2 separate regions of the Drosophila melanogaster genome follow, and region 1 is linked to region 2. A link is a contact called in public ChIA-PET data. All regions are on one chromosome and are shown on one strand. The core of a region is the stretch at or near the end of the contact, and the rest is flanking DNA. Distances in the headings are between cores, read along the strand shown.

The links. ChIA-PET counts read pairs in DNA pulled down with a chosen protein or histone mark.
Region 1: an RNA polymerase II ChIA-PET map of the Kc167 cell line shows a contact between it and region 2, with 4 times the contacts expected there. The contact joins the promoter of fabp here to the promoter of sals in region 2. A contact is called at or near these places in 1 of 1 datasets of contacts at CTCF or cohesin (the Kc167 cell line), 45 of 107 Hi-C or Micro-C datasets (the D17-c3 cell line, the Kc167 cell line, the ML-DmBG3-c2 cell line and 14 more) and 3 of 6 datasets of contacts at active chromatin or transcription factors (all in the Kc167 cell line).

What each region holds. Positions count from the first base shown.
Region 1 is chr3R:11,565,420-11,570,292 of dm6, reverse strand. It overlaps fabp (fatty acid binding protein), which reads left to right and starts at 3,239. Exons shown (of 4, transcript NM_001032008.2): 1 at 3,239-3,375. The coding sequence starts at 3,306. sea (scheggia) reads left to right here and starts at 3,239. Exons shown (of 4, transcript NM_001032005.2): 1 at 3,239-3,375. Mrp4 (Multidrug resistance protein 4) reads right to left here and starts at 1,043. Exons shown (of 8, transcript NM_141829.3): 1 at 459-1,043. The coding sequence starts at 535.
Region 2 is chr3R:11,449,756-11,455,081 of dm6, reverse strand. sals (sarcomere length short) reads left to right here and starts at 3,291. Exons shown (of 8, transcript NM_001300359.1): 1 at 3,291-3,450. The coding sequence starts at 3,411. All of the region lies in intron 1 of CG17230, which reads right to left. PGRP-LB (Peptidoglycan recognition protein LB) reads left to right here. Exons shown (of 3, transcript NM_001260123.1): 2 at 1,262-1,630; 3 at 1,783-2,233. The coding sequence ends at 2,075.

The DNA.
Region 1 (4,873 bases), core at 1,990-4,489, 120 kb before region 2:
TGGTAACCAATTGAATGGGAATCCGAGCTCCCGTGAAATGCAAAATGATTTTGTCGCCTCGGTCACGCGAATTAAGCGAACCATTGAATGAAATAATCAACTTGTCAGTGTTGTCACGTTATATGCTCCCCAAATCCCCCCCCCCCACACACACACACACAACAAAGCACATGAATAAATAACACCTAAACTAGTCATCAATGGGTGCTTTTTTCTTATCATCGCGCCGAAAAAAAATGTTCGATTTTAGTTTACTAACAATGCCATGATCTTTGAATATGTGTATTAATAGACTTGTAAACTGGTTTCTATTAGAGCTATTAAGTTTATAACCCACATACATATACATATATATATTCTATTCTTTTTGCAATGAGATGGTTGGACAAACCATTTAATTAAAAAGAAATAAAAATTTAGTCTCGAAATGCCCAGAAAGATATAATTTCTACGCTCACCAGAACATAAGTGACGAGAGGGGACTGGATCGCTCCCGTGGATTCTCCGGCAGTTCATCGGCTTTCATCGACTGCATGCTGATTGCACTGATTGGAGCTAAATTGCACTATATAGAGTGTAGCATTACAAGTACAGGGGACTTGCTCGGTCACCGGGATTGCCTTTGGACGACGGCGGTTGATTAGCACTTTTCGATACGAAAGGGGACACGCGCTCTATTTTAATATAATTAGTTTGGCATTAGCCGAGGAGAAACCAGATGGAAATGCGAGCGATTTCAGATTCCGATCTACGAATTCGATTTCTATTCACGTTTGCGGGAAGTAAACTTTTCCACTGGCACAATGCAGACTTCAATATTGCGTGGCATTCGGATTGGAAGAAGTGCTGCTGCGAGATCACGGTTCCAAAAAAGATCACTTCACGCGGAGATATTCGGTATTTCTATCTGTTGCAGGCGTATTTCGTCATAGATTGCCTTGTATTTCGTATGTGATTTAGTTCATAGCACATCTTACTTATCGCGAACGTATCGAAGTACACATGGCACTGCGCGCTACTCTACCCACGACTATCTGCTCGCTCCGAAGGTCCGACTCGTTCTGACCCGATCCGCTCTCGGGCTCCACCTTAAATACATGTCACTCTCTGGGTAGGTGTTGTGCCAGGTTAAGATCAGCGCTCTTTGTGGGTGCTCTCCAATGCTCTTGGTGGGCTCTCCATTACACTAGACTCTTTGCCACTCTCTTTATATCGCTCTTTCATAGCACTATTCTCGATCTCTTTTGTTTGTGGGTTATTTGTTTAGTCTTTAGTGAGACTAGTGATAAGCAGGTTAACTTATATTTTCCTCGTTTTGCGCGACACTTTGCAGTAGTAACCAACGTGTAACAATGATACGACACTTTTATGGTGCTGGCAAACATTATTCTAACATGTCCGATAAAGCTGTTGACTCTTTGGACTTTGTAGTTATAAAGTTAGGATCAGATAATAGATGTTGTATCTAAAGTTTTACAAACGCAACAGCTGTTGCACGGTCTCATTATTTGTCCATTCCATTACAAATCCAAATTTTATTATTAACTACTTTACCGCACTAGTTGAGCGCAGCTGTTAGTTGAGGTTTTTTGAAAAGTTGATATTACGATTTTGTGCTGCATACTTTCGGGCTTTAAAGTTTCCGAATGACTAAATGCATGTTTCTTCAACGCAGTCCAGGAATGGCTGCATGCAGTCGAAAAATGGACTGCCAAATGGAATGTGGCCATTAACTCCTCGAAGTCAGCCTGTGTAACTTTTACCCTGCGGCCCGGAACTTGCACAGATCTGACTTTTGATGGAAACAATGTCACATCGCACTGCTACCTAGGAGTTCATCTAAATCGGGGACTGACCTGGAGGGCCCACATCTCGTCGGTCAAATTCAAGTCACTGGCGAAACTAAAAAAGCTCGACTGGCTCTTCCACTCCAGTAAATAATACACATTAAGAAGTATATATATAAAGATATACTGAGAGTATATCATATTTTGTATTGATCAAGACGTTACTTATTATTGGTATACATAAATAATATATGTAGTACATATTATGTACATAAGTATGTTTCGTGGCAAACCCCCGTAATCTCTTTTATTTATGACGATCAATGCAATAATAAGGATGATCGGTGAGGGGGGTGCGGGATCATGGACTAATTGAATTAATAAGATAACGCTTAGCAACAAACAAGTCGGTATCCATGTAGGTGGGCCCTCCCACGGGATGGGCAGGCTTATGGAGATCGTGGGTAATCTCAATATTGCATTGCCTGACCATGGGTGGAAGGAAGTCCTCGATTAGATTACAATTCACCGGCGACTTATCAAGAGTTATTCATAACAATAATATAAACGAATTGTGTCGAAAATTATTTATACACATTGGTAAAATGTAGAAGCTCGGGAGATTCTTTTAATGGTGCCACTGACCCACAGAAAAAAGTCTACTAATTCGGAATATATGGGGGGCGAACAGTCGAGACTCAGAAACCTGGATAACGGATATCCTTTTAAATAAAATATACGTGTGTATGTATGTTAAAATTTTAAATCTTGATATTATATTAATAATAATTTTGTACTACAAAGTGAGATAGTCTGGGTTTCAAATAAATTCCCCTTCCTTACTTGCACACATTGGGTTTCCCAATGCGTAATCTGAAATTCGGAGAAAAGTTTAAAGTTCGCGCCAAAATAGGCAAGTTTTGACTGTATAATGCGAGATACATTGCAGTTCCATTGTCAGCATGACAATGTGGCGTTCGTTATTAGGCCGGTGCTTTTGAACCAATTAAGGCTGCAGCCAATTGATCGCGCCAAGGTGAAGGTGCTTGGGTGCTGGGAGGAGCAGGAGGAGCTGGTCAGACGTTGGGTGGCAGTAACACGTCCGATCCATTACCAATATGCGGTGTGAGGGGGAGTGGTGGCCCCCATAGAACCGTTAATATTTTTTTTGGAGAGCGCCTAAAAAAGCTGCTTTTTGTAAGAGCGCCAACGGCTTGGCGCCGACATTTCGATACCTTGGCGGCTGTACTTGGCTTTGCATCTGGTAATCCGATGCTCAGCCGATGCCACATCATTAAATTTTTAATTTGTGAGACAAACAAAAAGGAAACGTGCAAAAGCCGTGCCGCAGAACGAGAGCGAATCAAATGAGAGCGAGAGGCCATTAACTTGCATCTGGCAATGCCGTAGCCGCAACGCGAAAGTATATAACAGCCGGCACGCCGCAGAGCTTTTCATTCGCTCAGAAAATTTCAACAGTGAACATCTTGTGCAGAACACAGACCAAATATTCCAAAAATGTCTTTCGTTGGCAAGAAGTACAAGCTGGACAAGTCCGAGAACTTCGATGAGTACATGAAGGAGCTGGGTAAGTTGCCAAAACTAATTCGCAGTGCATCAAAAATAGAAAACCAAAGTGCTCGAGAGAGCGAGAGCGGGAGTGGAGGGAGAGAAAAGAAGCCGAAAACACGCCACCGAAAATCGACCGGCCGGCATTTTTCGCACTAGTGTGCAAAAAGTTTCATTGGCCAAACGAGAGGGAAAAAAGTAAATGTCTTCCGGAAAATGTTATATCAACTGAAGATTATGAATGAATTCGACTGTTAAAATAGTTTAGCTACATGCATAAATTGACACCTCATTGAATCTGCTGATGTGCGTATGTGTGTGTCAGATAAAATCAATAGAGAATAGGACCAGAGAAAGAGATGCACATCTGCAGCAATAAAAACGTGCTCCAGTTATTCACCTCACCCTCTTTCTCAACTTTACAGTTGCGAATCGGAGGACAAGCAGTATAAAATCCGTAAATGGTTATCTGCGGTAGTCATAAACCCAAAAACTAATTAAGTGTGGGGCCTGAACTTTGCTCCCCTTTTTTGAGTCACCTCCGTCAGCTTTCCATGGGACCGAAATCATCATAGTGCCATTAGCTTTTGCGACAGGTTTTATCTATTTGTGTACTAGATTTTGGGAGAAAGTCTCGCAGTGAACTTTGCACTAGACTACAAGCTTTATAGCTGCGATGATCTTTGCCCGGCTGTCAATTTAGACAACAATGAAACACCAGATATAAACTACATATAGGACACATTCGACTCTCTTACCGATCAAAGTGCAATTTCTATTGCAATCGTGATTATACTATATGGTGCCACTAAAACTGATCAATACCATCGCTTCCTGTCTAGACGCGCCATAGGGACTAGTGGCATTTGGTAACCAGAGACGGGCGTCCAGATTTATTTACCAGACCACCAGTTCGTCAGAACTTTTCGCCTACACACTTTGCGGCTTCGGTTTAATGGTAGACTTGGTCCGAAAGCCACGTACTTCTCAATTTTCAAGCCCAAACAAATCTAAAATCAACCTGCCGTTGGGGCCTCGCAGCACTTATCAGTTGTCGTACATATATAAATGCGATAAACTATATGCCTATTTATGTACACACATTTGTAGTATATACAATGTCGCAAAAGGCACGATAATTAGGCGCGATTACGGATTTTGCACTTTGGGCAGCCACCCCTATCATAGACCACGGTTCGCAATTGCAGGCCAGTCTAATCTATTCAAGGTTCTCCTGTCATATACGATGCATATAAATCGATCTCTGGTACAGTTGCTGGGTTCCCATGAGTGGGAACCTGGCGACTTATCGCGCCACGCCAGTTGACACTTGACTTGAGGGCACTGGACAAAAGAACAAGTTGGTGGTGGTCCATACATAATTGAACATAATTGATTGGACCACTTGTTGGTTTGATGTCTGACAATGTACTAGATTGGAAATAATACATGTGCCCTATTTGCTGGCACATTCGTAAGGTACCAGTGATTCACACTTTGTTTTTGATTCAACGTTT
Region 2 (5,326 bases), core at 2,042-4,541:
TGAAAATAGTTTTCGGATTGGAGTCTGAATTTGCATTTATGACTCACGACAAATCGGGAGGGGAACCAGGGCCAAACGGAACCCCAGCTCCATTCCGCAGTGTCAACGGCCAAAAGCTCACGCCATTGATAGATGATACCCGTAGACCTGTAGCACCTGTTGCGATTCGGCGACTTGGCCACTTCCTCTGCCATTTGGCTTTTAAACATTTCGCATTGAGCGCTTTAAGCTGAGTCACGGTGATGCGGCCACCGGCCAGAACGAATCGAGTTTGCCCTACGGTCAAATGGACACATTCATATATCTGCATATCATCAGCGCGTTTGTAAGCAAACACAGCAGCGTACAGTCAATGTAAATATTTACTTTTGCTACCAAAGCGTTGGAATATATTTACCACAATTTTTTTTTTTTAATAATATGTACGCTTTTCCGACAGTATTTATTTTTAAACAGGTAAAATATCAACTATTTTGACAGCCAATGTATATATTTATTGGTTTTTGTTCCACTTAAAACGGATATGCCCAACTTTTACCAGGGAATGTCAAGCAAATATACATATCAAATAAAAATCACCTATCACAACAGCAATTTAGCATATTTGGTTCGCGCTCAGCGTCATCTGATGACGATCGCTATTGGCAATCGGAGCCGATCCGATCGGCGACTTGTTTTTCAGCCCATAACGGGGGTTTTCAGCGGCGTTGGGGAGTTTGTGGAGCCGGCCGAGCGTCAGTTGAAAATCGTGGGTCGTCGGAACCGCAGCCACCGCCGCCGCTGAAATCCGCAGACAGCTGCGCTCCGTGGGGAAACCGAATCCGCATCCCAGTTCGACTATCATTTATCAATGGAATGTGAGCGATGTACACGGTAGCAGAGCCGCAGACCACACGACTTCCCGCCCCTCCGCAGTACACACGCCCCCCCTTTTGCAATTAGGGCCAACAAATGCTGACTGTCTTGGAAGTGGCAAGAGTTTTTGGGGGCCAGATATAAAGTATGGCAAAAGTTAAAATTGAACTTGTTTGCGCCACGCTAAGGAATTCACGAAAATAAATGTAAACAAACAGCTCGCACGCAAAATACAATTTAAAAACCAAATTTTCCATGTGGGATGTACCCGAGCACACTCCTCAAAATTACAGTGAATCGACCGAGTGACTGTGTGTTTTTGCCAAATAAATTATAGTTTTTGTGTAACAAACAACCATGGAGTGAGAACCCAACTAATCCAAGATGACTGCATCTTTGTTTTCAGGCTATAGTCAGCACATGCAGCAGGCGAATCTGGGCGACGGTGTGGCCACCGCCCGCCTGCTGTCCCGATCCGACTGGGGTGCCCGGCTGCCCAAGTCCGTGGAGCACTTCCAGGGTCCCGCGCCCTACGTCATCATCCATCACTCGTACATGCCGGCCGTGTGCTACTCCACTCCGGACTGCATGAAGAGCATGCGGGACATGCAGGACTTCCATCAGCTGGAGCGCGGATGGAACGATATTGGTTATAGCTTTGGCATCGGCGGCGATGGCATGATTTACACCGGCAGGGGATTCAATGTCATCGGAGCTCATGCACCCAAGTACAATGACAAGAGCGTGGGCATTGTGCTGATCGGAGATTGGAGAAGTAAGTTAACTCCTAACTTTAAGAGGATAGATTTCTTTTTAATACCGTTTAAAGAGTCATGGAAACTCATTAGGTTGTTAATGAGCCTTCTTCCTTCTCTTCATTTTCTTCTTAAACTCCGTACTAATTACTTTTCCTTATTTTCCCTTTAGCCGAACTGCCGCCCAAGCAGATGCTGGATGCGGCCAAGAACCTGATCGCCTTTGGCGTTTTCAAGGGCTACATTGACCCTGCCTACAAGCTGCTGGGCCACCGACAGGTGCGGGATACCGAGTGTCCTGGCGGCCGCCTGTTCGCCGAGATCTCCAGCTGGCCGCACTTTACCCACATAAACGACACCGAAGGCGTCAGCAGCACCACGGCGCCCGTCGTGCCCCACGTCCATCCACAGGCGGCAGCACCACAAAAGCCGCACCAATCCCCGCCAGCTGCGCCCAAGGTCTAGGCTGGATTGGAGGGCCCTCATCGTCCTCGCAAAGCTTACGAGTTTAAGAGAAGCCACAACGAGCTCGGCTCCACGCACAACGCCAAGGAGTTCATTCAGTATTCATTAGATGTCTCTTCTAACATTTCACAAATAAAGCAATTTCTAGATGATAACACTTAAACATAACCCCCGCTGTTGCTCTTTGTGTCCGCACAATCGACCCACCGCCCCATCGCCCCCCGCCCGCGTTCGCACTTGTCAAATCAAATAGCAATTAATTTGTGTCAAATTCGATTTCGATGGCAGAAGTTTTTGGACGACACGCGGCGCTGAAAATGTCGGCGACCCCGGCGCATCGAAAGGTTTTTCCAGCCATTTGACATTGGCTCGCCATGCGAGGTGATGCGTAGTGGTTTTGGGGTCCAAAAGTACCCGCCAATCCTCACATGCGGACGAAACCATTCTGGGAGCATTTTGGGACTGATGAATTAATAAGACCCCGGGGGAAGTCGCATCATATTGGCATTCCAACCCACAGCGCAATTGCCTTTAAGCCTATTTTTAAAGCCCCCCAATACATATGCGCTGTATTTTGCCAAATGAATAAATATATAATTAATATTGCCGAAATGCTGTTAGATAGACGGACGGACGGACAGCAAAAAAAAAAAAAAGAATAGCAATGGCCCGTTTAAGCGGAAATTTCTCGGCTATTTTGTGTGCGCGGGAATGTTTGCCGTTCAATTTGGCATACTTTTCGGCTGATGCTGACAAGGCAAAACAATTAGTGGCGTGCTTTCGCGCAGATGTGTATAAAAAAACGAAATATTTGAAAACATGCCATTGATAACCTACATTGCACGTTAAATAAATATTTGCGGCAGTGGCATAGACTTTAATCATTTGTTTTCGCTCTGTTGCAGCTATTGGATTGATTTCGGCGGCAGCAAGTAACTCAGTAACTCTTTTTATCGAAAACGATTCGAAAATGCTATCAAAATTAAATTAGTTCAATCGAACACTCCTGTGGAAACTCGATATGCAAATGGCATACATTATGTTACGTTGATAAGGTGATAAGAGGCTTACTCACTGATTCAGCTTATATTACCAGTTCATTAGTATCATCACCAATCAATTAGTCTAGCAATAGTTCAATCGATAAAGGGGTCCCCAGCATACAGATACGCACTGATCAAACGATCGATCGATCGATTGCACCGCTCCACCGAAATGTGGAGCACACGCGAGTGAAACGGGGAAGCAACCACTTGGTAGACAATGTAAATATTGAAAGCGATTCGGAGAGAACGAACGCATTGGGACAGAACTGACCATCGAACAGAAGCACTAATGGGTTTGGACTTTCTAGACGAGTGGTTTCTATCACAGGGTAAGACGCACCAACCACCCATCCACCAAACCACCCACTCCCCCTGAAATTAGCTGCGACGCCCACGCCGCCCGAGAAACTTGCGTAATTGTGGTCCATTGAATGCGAGGCGCCTGATAAGAGGCCCCTAATGATGAGCGGATATCGAGGGGGTTGTATCCTTGGGGCACACGGGCCACATAGCCAATAGCCGGCTATTAATAATTCCATTGAACTGCACCTGCCATAAGGTCAATTGGATCCGCCGCGGATCCGCCCCATATCCCCCCAAACCCCCACAGACCGTGCCCACATATCAAAAAAGATGCTAAAAATATGCCTCTGTCGGTCAACAAAATTTTCATTTCACTTCATTTTGTGCTCACCGAAATACGACGAAGAGATAATGAGCGAAATCCCACGAGAGAGGAATTCGTAGAGCGAGCGGGAAAATTTTCAAATTTTTCACCCATCGCCGTGGCGTTGGAAAATGTATGAATTTAGTTTTTGAAACGCCGTCATAGGCGCTGCTGTTGCCTTCGCTGCTGAAAATTCACTACCAGAGTTCGTGGCTGTGTGTGTGCGGGTGTGTGTGTGCCTGCGGTTGTGGTGATGTGCGGGTGTCTGACCCAACCAGCACACACGTACAATTCAAAGAGATATACAACATATATATATATATATGAATATATATCTGTGCAATATATAGTACAACGACGCGAACGTGCTACGAAAACTGCAGCGAGCGCGAATGAACCAATTAATACACATAATAAAAATCTGAAAAATCCGTGAAATATCCAAAAATATAGCATATAGCCACAGACACAGATTCGTGTACATTTGGGCGGCAATATGCGCAGCTCTTGTCACTGGCCAATCGATCTAATAAATCTCTCTGGAGGGGCGTTATGAATGGCCAGTTCCCAAAATATCCCGTCCGATATATTTGTTTTTTTTTTAAGCACTTTTGTTGACAGGCAATCTTAGGATGAAATATGGCCGGGAATTAGCTGTTAGTTGCCATTCTGAGCACAGATCCGCGAAACTTTTGCGTCAAATTAGCCAGTCTCATTAACAATTTTAATTGAAATTGCATTTTTGTTTCGTCCTCGCCTTAACTATCTTCTGGAATCCTCTGCAATGTTCGAAATACAGTCGTACTTCGATATAACTTCCCTTGCTTCGTGTGCTGTCAAATGGTCAATGGATCTAATTTACGAATCTGATTCAATTGCCAACCATTAATTAGTAATCGATAAGCATCGCTTAAGCTGGGAGTGGAAACAGCTTAGAATGCATTCAAAGCAAATTGGAACTGACAGATAGGCAACCAAATAGACGTCGGAAAAGATACTTTCGTCGGTTATTCTTGCAATGGAAGTTTGACTGTATTTCTAAGTATAATTTTTATTTGCATGTCATGTTTAATTAACGCCTCCATGCAGGAAAGACCGAGAAAGTGTTCGTCGCTCCGGCCAAAAAAAAATTTGCAATCGCCCCAAAACGAGTGGAATGGAAATGAATATGGTGAATGTGGGGGAGGGATGGGCTTCGACGAAGGGGGTTGGATGGTTTTGGACCAGGCCATGGAATGGCAATGGAATGAAACGAATTCGGATTTCATTCTGACCCCCGAGAGCGCCCCTTCTATCACAAATTTTTGGCCTTTTTTTTCCGTCCGTACAACCAGTTTTGTGTACGTTTTTCTGTCTACTTTGTGAAACGAGCCAGTTGAATAAAAACAAAACAAAGTGAATGGAAAAAAAGGCGAAAGACGAAAGCGCCAGAGATATGTATGTTTCCTTTTATTCTTTCGATTTGGTTCCGTTTTGTCTCTCCCAATTGGGTGCTTCTCTTCACCGCCAGTGTCTTTCACTTTTTTCCACTTTTTCCA